2 separate regions of the Mus musculus genome follow, and region 2 is linked to region 1. A link is a contact called in public promoter capture Hi-C data. All regions are on one chromosome and are shown on one strand. Each heading gives the region's core, a stretch centred on a gene start, on an enhancer-like site or on the middle of the called end of the contact. The rest is flanking DNA. Distances are from core to core; before and after follow the strand shown. Region 1 holds the start of Fahd2a (fumarylacetoacetate hydrolase domain containing 2A). Region 2 holds the start of Il1bos (interleukin 1 beta, opposite strand).

What was found. Promoter capture Hi-C pulls out the DNA fragments that hold promoters and counts their contacts.
Region 2: a contact with region 1 is called in a promoter capture Hi-C map of hematopoietic stem and progenitor cells, with 3 times the contacts expected there. The contact joins the promoter of Il1bos here to the promoter of Fahd2a in region 1. A contact is called at or near these places in 3 of 39 promoter capture datasets (3T3-L1-derived adipocytes, hematopoietic stem and progenitor cells and liver).

The regions. Positions count from the first base shown.
Region 1 is chr2:127,441,059-127,447,031 of GRCm38.p6, reverse strand. Fahd2a (fumarylacetoacetate hydrolase domain containing 2A) reads left to right here and starts at 2,467. Exons shown (of 8, transcript NM_029629.2): 1 at 2,467-2,615; 2 at 4,908-5,158. The coding sequence starts at 4,914.
Region 2 is chr2:129,366,094-129,372,066 of GRCm38.p6, reverse strand. It overlaps Il1bos (interleukin 1 beta, opposite strand), which reads right to left and starts at 2,165. Exons shown (of 3, transcript NR_015474.1): 1 at 2,146-2,165. Il1b (interleukin 1 beta) reads left to right here and starts at 928. Exons shown (of 7, transcript NM_008361.4): 1 at 928-999; 2 at 1,722-1,783; 3 at 2,316-2,364; 4 at 3,909-4,110; 5 at 4,657-4,827. The coding sequence starts at 1,737.

The DNA of each region.
Region 1 (5,973 bases), core at 1,218-3,717:
TAGATAAGGCCTGGGTGGTACTGATAGTCTGCTTGACAGCTCTAGGGTCGCTGAAAAGACAAAAACTTCTGGGCATGTTTGTCAGGAATTATCAAGATCAAGTTTAGTTAAACCCACTCTAACTTTGGGTGATGCCATGCTGTGGCCTAAGGCCCTGGGCTGCAGAAAAACAAAGAAAGATGAGCACCAGCATTCATCTCTTCGCTTCTTGATTGCTACCATGGTATAGCCAGCTTTCTCTGGTGTCTGTCACCACTCTTCCCTGCATGGTGATCTATTTGGATCAAATTGTGATCCAAAATGTCCCTCTTCTTCCTTAAGTTTTATGCCAGCTGTTTTGTTACAGCAGCAAGAAAAGTATGTGGGGAATTCAAGGAGCCAGCCCCTCCTATTCTCTCTCTACAAGTTTTTATAATTTTTATGTGTATGAGTGTTTTGTCTGCATGCATGTCTGTTTACTACATGCATGCTCAGTACCTATATGGGCCAGAGAGGGTGTCAGATATCTCAGAACTAGAGTTACAGCTCGTTGTGAGGCACCATGTAGGTCCTGAAACTCAAACCAGGTCTTCTGAAAGAGCAGCAGGTGCTCTCAACCACTGAGCCATCTCTCCAGCCCACCTCCTCTCTTTCTGCCAGCCGTCCATGCCACCATCAACAGTACACATGAATGTCCTGGCTGAACTCTCAAGACAATCAACAACACTGAAGAAAGAAGCAGATGTCAGTCCCTTATTGGCATGCTCTGAAGTTATTGTCCAGTTTCTAACTGTGAGGATGAAGCCTGATTTTACCTGAGAATTTGTAATCGTTGATATCAGAGCTAGGAAGAATGTTGTCAACCCCACAAGCAGGCTAAGCAACCATGGAGTGATGAGTCCCAGGTTTGATGTGCAGCTCCAAGACCTAGAGCATAGCAAAATCGCCTGCTCCTGTCACATCGGTTTGGTTTCATTGTGCTGTCAACCTCAGCTGACATCATGAACTATGAAGAAGAAAAACAAAATCACACAGGAAGGAAAGCCCTGGTCTTTTTCTAGGATTGAAAACATTGGTGTTAAAAGAAAAAAGAAGTCAGGTGTGGTGGTGCATGCCTTTAATCCCAGCACTCAGGAGGCAGAGGCAGGCGGATTTCTGAGTTCGAGGCCAGCCTGGTCTACAGAGTGAGTTCCAGGACAGCCAGGGCTACACAGAGAAACCCTGTCTCAAAAAACCAAAACCAAAAAAAAAAAAAAAAAAAAAAAAAAAAAAAAAAAAGCCTCACTGGGAAAAAATAAGAGGAATCTAATAAAAGCCTGTGCTTCTTCCTGGGGCAATGGAAGCCTCGGATGCTCTGTCTGGACCTTGATTCACTTAGGAGGCTCCTTCTCAGAGTCCCCTTTACATTTTCATAGGCCAGAGGACTCGGGGTGTGGTTGTAGAGGATGTTTCCACCCGAATGCCTGCTGCCTGGACTTGCCCATCACCCCACACACACCCTTTTCCCCCTAAAATAAGGTTCGTGAAGAACAGGGTGCTGCTACAAGTAGGTGAAGTTGGTGAGCCCTGACAAGCCTAAAAAGTAGACAGGCCACCATCTGTCTTCACTGTGTGCATTAAAGAAAAAATGGTGAAAAGCTGGCTACGACTTTGCCAATGTGGTCACACTGGAAAGAAAAGAGAAAAGACAAGAAAGGAAAGGGGAAAAGGTTCAGTGACTCCCCAAAGTCCATCTTTGGAGTCCCGACATGAGGTTCAGATTCTCAAATAGAAAGCAAGTGGTGTACATAACTAAGCAGTCTTGGTCAAGGTGTGGTCTTGCCGGTTATTGATCCACCATTATCTCAGTTCCAGTCTATCCCACAAGATAGTCTGACCAGTTGCCAAATCTGTGATATAGCTTACTGGGTGACAAAACTCCTCCTCTAGCTGGCACACACAAGCTTCAGTCTTTTCTTTCCCCCAGCACACAAGATTCATGGGGGAAAGCCCAGTAGCTGAAGGAAGGACACAAGTGTCTTTTGCCTTCAGAATCGCTTCATACCTGCCAAGACAACTAAATAAGTGGTTGGACGAGCCCTTACTGGCTCAGGAGCCATCATGGGCAAAATCACTCCTAGCCTTTATGTTTTCTCCACGAATACAACACATATAGACATCCCTGTCCTTGGTGGGTCAACATTAGAGCACAAAACTACTTGTTACTGTCTACCAGAGTGCTTCCTGGACAACTATGAGTAGGTGCCTGGCCCAGAAGCAGCGCCTGGCCAGAATTAGAAGCTCAAAGGTCGGATGCGCTCTCTCCGAGCCTGGGTATCCCAGGGTCACCCTGGAGCCAGCCACGGTCTCCCCAAATGCACACACTAGGCACCTGCTGGAAGTTCTGTGGCTAAAAGAAGTACCTAACAGCAGGAGGGCGGACTTCCGGGAGGAAGCAGGTGTCCTCCTGGTGGCGACAGCTTCGTGACGTCACCATATCGCGACTGCGAAGGGGCGGTCCCTATATTCCTTGGAGAAGAGTTAAGTGCTTGCAGCGGTACTGGCTGTGGCTTCTCCGCCCTCCCCTCTTGTCCTGCGGCTCCGCAGGCGTCCGCTGACAGCGCAGGAAGCCGGACAAGTCCGGCTGCAACGACCAGGTAAACTGAGGCTAGGCCAACTCAGAGGGAGTTGAACCGGACGTTGGGAGCCGAGTGGCTGACCTCGGTTCCCAGATCAGCAGGGTCACACGCACGGCGCAGCGCCTCAAGCTGCCCATTGCTGTGCTGTTTGCTAAGGGACCTTTGTGCTGCGAGTCATAGTGATTCGAGAGAATGAAATAACCTGTGAGCGCCCGTCACAGATTCATCATCAGCGGGGCTTAGAGTTATCAGAGAGCAGGTGTTCTGCCTTACCTCCACGGCCATGACCATGGGCTGGTAGCAGTTAGGACCTGAGAGGAGTAGGCAGGATTGAAACTAGATTATCTTGCTTGAGAAGTATCTTGCTTTTGAATTAAGAACTTCAATGTCATCTAGACATGGATTCAAATGCCAATTTTCTTTTAGCTGTAAGACCCTTGAACCTTAGGCAAACCAAACCCCTCTTACCCTATCCAAGCCTTGGCTTGTTCATCTGTAAAACTGGACCAGCAGCACCTGCCAAGCCACCGTCAAGAGAATTATAGTAGACCTCACAAGTGAGACACTTGGCTTTCCCTGGGACAGTACTGTTTTAGTGTATGGTGTGACTGGTCACATATGCTGGACCAGCCTTTGGACTGTGGCATGGCGGTACTTGTGTAAAACGACAGAGCAGGAGATGGAAAGCCTTTGGTTTTCTGGCCAGACTTGCAAGCTGGCACTCTGGTGATCCTGAACAGGGTAGGTTGGCTCAACCAGGTGAGGACCAAGAGCCCTGAACTGACGGAGCTACGTCTAGCAGTCTCTCTCATTTTTAGTATAAAGACGTGTGTGTGTGTGTGTGTGTGTGTGTGTGCGTGTGCGTGTGCGCGTACGCGTACTTTAGTCTTTGAGACAGAGTTTTTCATTGGCCTGAAACTCAACAATTAGGCTAGACTGGCTGGCTAGCAAGCCCCAGGAATCTACCTGTCTCCACCTATCCGGCACTGGGATTACAAGCATAGACCACTGTGTACAAACTTTTTTATGTGGGTTCTGGGGATTTAACTGATCTTCAGGCTTTCAGTGGAAACATTTTACCAGCCATGCTGTCTTCCTAGCCCCACACTGGTTTTAAAAGAAAGCTATCCAGAAGGGAGAGGACTCTGACAGGGAATGAAGACCAGACCTAGATTAAGACAAAGAAAGGGAATGAGTGAGGATATAGAGTGCAGATTATCTGGGGAATAGCTCAAGCTAGCATGTGCCTTCCAGGCCGGCACCTGTACCATTAAAAACAAAGGCAGCACGATAATGAAGCTTAACTTTGGGTGGAGCCTGGAACTCATAGCAGGCCCTGAACCTTTTCAATGGTATCCAAGAGGTCTGGATCTGAAGAAGGAAGACATGGGCCACGTCCCAAAGTTGATCATCACTAGGCTTTTCCAAGAAGTGAAAAGTCAAGTCCCTTGCACCTTCCATCTGTTCAGTGGACAGAGGCAGTGCAAGCCTGTGTTCCATACACAGCAGCAACAGTGTAGGCTCAGTAGTTAAAGAGACAGACATTGCTACTGAACCCAGGGAGATAGCTAAGCAATGTGTGAAGCCAAGTATCTGGGCTCTTGGTGCCCTGAGTCTCCCTGTTCACCAGCAGCAGAAACTGGTACCTACTAGAGGTGATGGAGGGTAGCTCCTAAGCCAAGCTGGCTGGGGTTCTAGCTTGAGCATGTGAGCAGAAGAAAGTGTTTAACTCAAAAGGCAACAGGACCAAGTATTTTTAAAAGTTGCATGAGGTAGCTGGGAAGCCATTTCTAGCAATAGCCATTTGCCTAACTTGGGGCTGAGTCCTAGTCCTGCACACCTTAGCCTTCCCCAGTGAAGGGGGACATCCTCTAAAAGCTAGAGGTAGCGGCCTGGCCATCTTCATAACATCATCTCAACATCTGAGGCCTGTGTACATCAGTCGCTCATATCTGTTACCCCACATGCAAGACGGCAGGTCCGAGTTAGCCTGCTGTGTTTCCCACTTGCCTGCAGTGGTGGGAACTTTCAGGAAACACTGGTTGAGGCAAGGCTGGGATCCCCGGAGCTAGCTTAAAGCCTGGCCTAGTCATCTGTACTCTGGCTTTTTGAAGTATGACAGGGTGAAATGACCTGTGCGAGCACTTCCCAAGTGGCATGCTGGGACTGCTTGCTGGGGCAAAGGAGCGAAGGGATCTTCATGACGGTTTATAGTCTTCTGTCTCCTGTGGCTGCTTCTTTCCTTCATGAAGGGATCTTCATGACAGTTCTATAGTCCTCTGTCTCCTGTGGCTGCTTCTCTCCTTTTAGGCTTTGATGCTGGGCTTTGGGAGGAGGAGGCTGTTCTCAGCTCTGCTGCAGGTTCAGAAGAGGCCCTGTCAACCCTCCAGAAACATGAGACTGGTACAGTTCCAGGCACCTCACCTGGAAGAGCCTCACCTGGGTCTGGAGTCAGGGGTTGGTGGGGGAGTTGTAGACTTAAATGCTTTTGACTCAACACTCCCTAAGACAATGGTGCAGTTCCTGGAGCAAGGAGAGACCACCCTTTCAGTGGCAAGAAGGTAAGTAAGCAGGCAGTCTTGCCCTAGTTCCTCCCTCCTCCCATCCCCTTCTCCTGCCCCGAGAATCAGAACCAGAAGGTAGCTAGCTCCCCTGCAAAGGAGCAGGGGATCCCACTGTCTGTCTTTCATTTGTCCTTTTAGTAAAGAGCTAATAGAAATATAAATCTTTGCATTTTTGAGACAGGGTCTTGCTCTGTAGCCCAGGCGGGCTTTGAACTGGAGAGCTTTCTGCCTTAACCCCTTGAATGCTGGGACTGAATTAGAGGTGTATACGACCTTATAAAACAACACTTTCAATTTAAAGAGAGGGAAACTGAGGTTCAGAGGAGGTGATTAATTTATTTGATTGTGTAGTCAGGACCTTACCTCATTATATTGGCTGTCAAGAGGCTAAGTCCCTCCCACTGGAGGAGCCTGGCACAAGGCCCTAAAGAACCCTCTTGGGAAGATGTAGGTGTGGTTTAGACTATTAAAGAGATTCCTCAAGTTTGTGCTACATTAACTGGGAGTGACCCTGCAGCCAGTCATGGAATAATCCGTCTAAAGGGTCAAGCAGTAGTTTAGAAGCCATTTAAGAAGGCGTTTTCACTCAGCAGAGTGGCAGAAATAGAAATGTTTGACAGCACAGTGACCCAGAGCACTGTGACCCCAAATGGTCATTTTCTTAAAAGTTAGAAACCACTTCCTTTCCTGTTATTAGGAAGCCAGTATGTGTTGACAGTGTAGAATAGCAGCCATAAGGAGGAGGATGCTGTTAATCCCCATACTCAGGAGGCAAAGGCATGTGGCTCTCTTGAGTCCAAGGCCAGCCTGGT
Region 2 (5,973 bases), core at 916-3,415, 1.9 Mb before region 1:
CAAAGACTATCTCTTCACTTTTTAAGATGGACTGTGCTCATGAACAGGCAGATGCCTCGTTCACCACCTTTGCACTGTGCAACTTAATTCAGGCTCATTCTGCTGATCACCTAGCACTGATATGGTTTCAACATGAGACTGGCTATGGTATTATAAGTACCCTGGCAGGGCAGGAAAGCAGGAGTGGGTGGGTGAGTGGGGGAGCATCCTCATAGAGGCAGGGGAGGGGGAGAGGATAGGGGGTTTCCGGAGGGGAGACCTGGAAAAGGGATAACATTTGAAATGTAAATAAAGAAAATATCCAATAAAAGAAAAAAATAAGCACCCTGGCATTATCAGACTGCATAGGCTTGCTTCCAGAGTTCCCTGACCCTATGATAAGTCTACACTGATACCTGCATACTGTGTGTGCCCTGACCCACACAAGGAAGTGCGTGTCTCTCCAGAAGCCCCTGCTAACACAGTTGATGGAGAGCACAGAAGCACCATCCAGTTACCAAACTCCAACTGCAAAGCTCCCTCAGCTTAAGCACAAGGAGGCGAGAGAGGTGACACACTTCTGGGTGTGCATCTACGTGCCTACCTTTGTTCCGCACATCCTGACTTAAAATGTACAGCTAACCCAGGAAAACCCAATATTTTTAATATTGACACCATCTGCACAATTGTCCAGGGGGAAATAATGCCCATTTCCACCACGATGACACACTTGCGAATGTGTCACTATCTGCCACCCCTTGACTTCCAGGGATTAGAAATTATTTCAGGGTAGCAATAGCCTCTTCCCCTAAGAATTCCCATCAAGCTTCTCCCCCCTCCCCCACCCTTCAGTTTTGTTGTGAAATCAGTTAACCCAAGGGAAAATTTCACAGCTCTTCACTTCTGCTTTTTAGGACTATAAAACAAGGGAGGGAAAACAAGTTGGACAACAAACCCTGCAGTGGTTCGAGGCCTAATAGGCTCATCTGGGATCCTCTCCAGCCAAGCTTCCTTGTGCAAGTAAGTCTCTCTCTCTCTCTGTCTCTCTCTCTCTCTGTCTCTCTCTATCTCTCTCTCTCTGTCTCTCTCTCTCTGTCTCTGTCTGTCTCTCTCTCTGTCTCTGTCTGTCTATCTCTCTCTCTCTCTGTCTGTCTCTGTCTCTCTCTGTCTGTCTCTCTCTGTCTCTCTGTCTCTCTCTCTGTCTCTCTCTGTCTCTCTCTCTCTCTCTCTTTCCCCCCCCCCCACTGATGGACTTTGGGCTTTTTATTTATAAAAAGTAGCTGTACCTCCATGGTTTGTGAAGTACTCTGGAAATGAGTACTGTCTGTATAGCCGCTGACATCTAAAAGGCAGCTCCTGTCTTGTAGGAAAGCTTCTTTATTAGGGTTTGGCTCTGCTGTTGCTTCCTTCCAGAGCATCTTCCTAATGCTGTTCCCCATGTTGTAGTGACCCCCCACACACCCTAAAATTATTTTCATTGCTACTTCATAACTATAATTTTGCTACTGTTATGAAGTGTAAATATCTGTGTTATCCAATGGTCTTAGGTGACCCCTGTGAAAGGGCCACTTGACTCCAAAAGGGCCACTGTTCTAGACCTATACAACGGCTCCTCCGTTCCTTCATTCCTCAGAGACCAGTTTAGCATGCCTGCCCTGAACTAGAGCTAAGAGAAACACATATGAAGGACGCCCCTCGGGGAGCTAACGCTGGATGCCCACCCACTTTCTTTCTTCACACAGGTGTCTGAAGCAGCTATGGCAACTGTTCCTGAACTCAACTGTGAAATGCCACCTTTTGACAGGTCAGTGGGTACTGGAGAGTGGTCACATATCCAGCACTCTGCTTTCAGGAATGGAGGGCTATCTACTTTCAGAGGCCAGAGAGTCCCCAACTCATCTCCTTCAGTGGCTATCAGAGTTCAAGCAACCTAGCTTAAAGACTGACCTCTTCACTCCCAAGCCCAACCTAGGGACTTAGGTGCTGTCACTACAGGGACTCCTACAGATGCAATGGTAAGAAAAACTTCCACATGGACAGGATAAGAGACTCTTTTGCAAAGTCTGGCTTGGAAGCAAAGGCAGAGAGCTCAGACTTTAGCTAACTCTGCTAGTCTAGAATTTAGGTGTCAGAAGTCAACAGAGAGCAACCAGAGCACCCACTTACCTGGCCCAGAATCTGCTTCTAGACTGTTACTTACGTAGCACTGTAGAACTTCCCAGAAGTCTTTGGGAAGCTTTAAGAGTCATGGTAGGTGTGGTTTTATGAACAATGGAAGTCTGTCTGCTCAGTATTGATAAGGAGCTATCACTTGACCACATCTGTTTTCATTACAGTGATGAGAATGACCTGTTCTTTGAAGTTGACGGACCCCAAAAGATGAAGGTGAGACTCTGAGCTTGGCTCCTAACCTGTGGAGGGACTGTGGCATGGGAAAAAAAAACCCAAACGGGAAGGGATATGGGACTGCCTTGCTCCCAGGCTATTTTGTGATGGGATTATTTTGCCTCTTTCAGTGACATAGATAAGGCAACCCACACACTGACCTGGCTCCCACACAGGTTTCATTTACCACAGCCACACACCAAGGCTTGCTGATGGCAATCATGGTGTTTTATGCTAAGAAGACAGTATGGTCTTCAACATACATTTAGTCCCCCCTTGAGAGAGATGGAGCTTAATCTGACCACTTAAATCGAACTCTGGATCTAGAGAGCATGACCTTCAGAATTAGCATCTCTTCCTTCTCTGCCAAAGAACAGTTTCGCATGTTCCTGGGGAGATTAAGATAATAAGAAATAAGTGATATAAACAAAAAGTTAGTTAGGATTTTTAAAAATAACCTGTGGCCTTAGACAAGACCTTTCATTGCTGTGTGATCATAGACAGTCCCCACTGTGTCCTTTGGGAAACACAGGTCAGAAGATCTCTGAAATGTTGGCGATCTGTCACAACCTTCCATTCTGAAGTGTTTTAAGTGCTGGCCAAGTCCATCCTAGCACAAGGGCACTTTCCAGACTTGCTCTCATGAAGAGCCATGTTGCATCCCAGCTGTCCCTTCCTATGATGACTGAGAACGCTCTAATGCCACATGGCGTCAGTCCAGCCACGTCACTGCCCCACTCAGGAGGCAGCTGTTTCTCTCAGACCTCTTCCCAATCCCTCAACAGTCTCCCCCAGCTACAGAATCTAGTCCTTAGCTTACATGAATGTATTTTAAGACCACTCTAACTAGTTAGTTCAGCCTTGGGTGACGCCTCTCACTTTCCCAGCCAGGCTCTGTCCCCCACTGCCTGCTCCAGAACATGGCTTTCCCTGGGAGCCTCTACTCTGGACAGAAACTTCTCTCCCAATCAACCTTTCCTTTACACTATTGAAATGATCTATCGCTGTCCTTCAAGCTTTGAAACTGTTATCATGCCTCAAGGCAACTGTGTTTAGGCCTTAATGTGGTGTTTCTCCAAAGAACAGAAAAGTGGTGACATATTTTACAAACAAAAGCTATGCTTATAGTGTCTGCTAAATATTCCTATGAGAAAAAGAATGTATGGGAAGCCATTGAGAGCCTGTTGGGTGATCTCCGTTGAATAGAAGACAACATGAACATACTGTCATGAGAAATTAAATAACATGATGTTTGAGCAGCAAGGATACCAAAAGATGAAACGTTTAAGTAGGTCTAATTATACAGTGAGGCAAGGTCTGTACAAGAAAGATAAAGTAGAAATGAGGTTTACTATAGAGAATGCCAGGAAGCCTGTGTCTGGTTGCCATGTACCCCTGGGTAGGCCAATTAAATTCTCTGGGCTCCACATAGACAGGGATTGTGGTTAAGAACTTATCTCCCGGGCCCTTGGTGTTCTCTGGGGTTGATGTAGGAGTCCTCTGGTCTGATGACTTGATGTGCTCACTGCCTGGTTTCTCCACAGGGCTGCTTCCAAACCTTTGACCTGGGCTGTCCTGATGAGAGCATCCAGCTTCAAATCTCGCAGCAGCACATCAACAAGAGCTTCAGGCAGGCAGTATCACTCATTGTGGCTGTGGAGAAGCTGTGGCAGCTACCTGTGTCTTTCCCGTGGACCTTCCAGGATGAGGACATGAGCACCTTCTTTTCCTTCATCTTTGAAGAAGGTACTTAATGAGGACTGAGAGCAGACAGCAGACCTTCGCTCTGGTCCTTCTCAGCCCACCTCTTAGAACTCAACGCCCCTCAAGTGCAAGACCCTTAGTGCTAGACATTCCAACCATTAGAAGAAAATGAGGAAACCTCCAAACAAATCAGTTCTATCTTGAGCTGATTAACTTATAAAAAGGCTTTAATGATGCTTACACTTGCAACTCAACCATTGACTTGCCAAGTACTTTGGCTTATACTAGAGGTTGTGAATCTCACAATTTCCCAGTTAAGCTGGTCTTATTACTGGCATCGTTTCATGCAAGGACCACTACTGCTAGTCCCTAGTGAATGGTTATAACACTGCAGCTTATCTCACGATGCCAAATCCAATGTTCTTGCCCAGCCCACTCCCAGTGTTTTTATACCCCCACTAAAATTAGAATAGAATCTTGACTGCACATGCTTAGGTGTTGCTCAATAAGCCAAATTCTGCTGCTTCACTTCACAGTGCTTGCATTTCTAATTATCTGCCTAAACAACATCTGCTCTTGAACTTTCAGAGCCCATCCTCTGTGACTCATGGGATGATGATGATAACCTGCTGGTGTGTGACGTTCCCATTAGACAACTGCACTACAGGCTCCGAGATGAACAACAAAAAAGCCTCGTGCTGTCGGACCCATATGAGCTGAAAGCTCTCCACCTCAATGGACAGAATATCAACCAACAAGGTAAGTAGGAGCATCTTGGTTTCCCTTTCTGGCCTCCTGGCAGCCTACTGGGTCCCTGTGTTTTAAAATGGAACACTATGGTCATTATACAAAAAAAGAAAAGGAAAAAGAAAGGGAAAGGAAAGAAGGAAGGAAGGAGAGAGAGACAGAGACAGAGACAGAGACAGAACGAAAAAGGACCATTTTTCCAGCCCAGTCATATAGGGATAACACATTAGTGTGAAGTCATTTGATGGACATGCAATAACTGCCTGTGGGTTCTTTTTCCCTCATTTGAGGCTGAAATGTAGATGGTAGAGAATTGATATGTCCATTTTTGTTCCCAGTCCTATCCCTCGTGCTGATATCCTTCCCACCAATACCACACACACAGTTCCTTGAAGGGAGGTTTGCTGACTATCAGGAGCATACATCTCTCTTCCATAATAACAAGCATTCCAAGCGCGGTCAGGGCCTCTTTAGATGATGGTGTGGACCTGGCACCACACCACCACAGCTGAGGGGACAAGAGCTAACAGCAGCAGTGTGTGCTGTCTCCTTTTAGCTTCTGATCTTAGAAGCTTTGGAGGGAGCTGTCTACTCTGGTCCAGGTGAAAAGAATCTTATTGCTTTATACCTTTTAAAAAGAATAATTCTTATTTCTTGATAAAGTCATAAAAGCAGCCAGGGGCCTCCAATTGAGGTACTGTGGCTAAGATCAAAGTGGGGGGGGTCTCTTTTTTGGAGCCACTCTCCCCAGCTAATAGAGTTCTACCTGCCTCCTGCTCTATTTTCCTCAAAACGTGCTGGCCCCTAGGTCCTTTTAGGAGCACAGCTTTGTTTTCATAGCGACCAAACTGTACTTCTCACGTAGACGGACACACAGCCTGCCAGCCACATAACAGCTTTAGCCCTTAGAGCTTAACAGTTAGACACCTTTCGTTCTTCATTGCTGCTCCTAAGAGGTCCTGAGGGAATCCTGGATCGGCCTACTGACCTTGCTACTGTCTATGACTATGACTGTATAGCCCTGCTAGTCCATATCTTGTGTCTGAGGAGGCTCATTCTGGGTTCACACGGGGGACTGCATAGGCTTTGCCTGTCACGTCTAATGCTTGAGCCCACCCTGCATTGCTGTTCCCTTGACCCAGACTCCTCTCCTTTCTC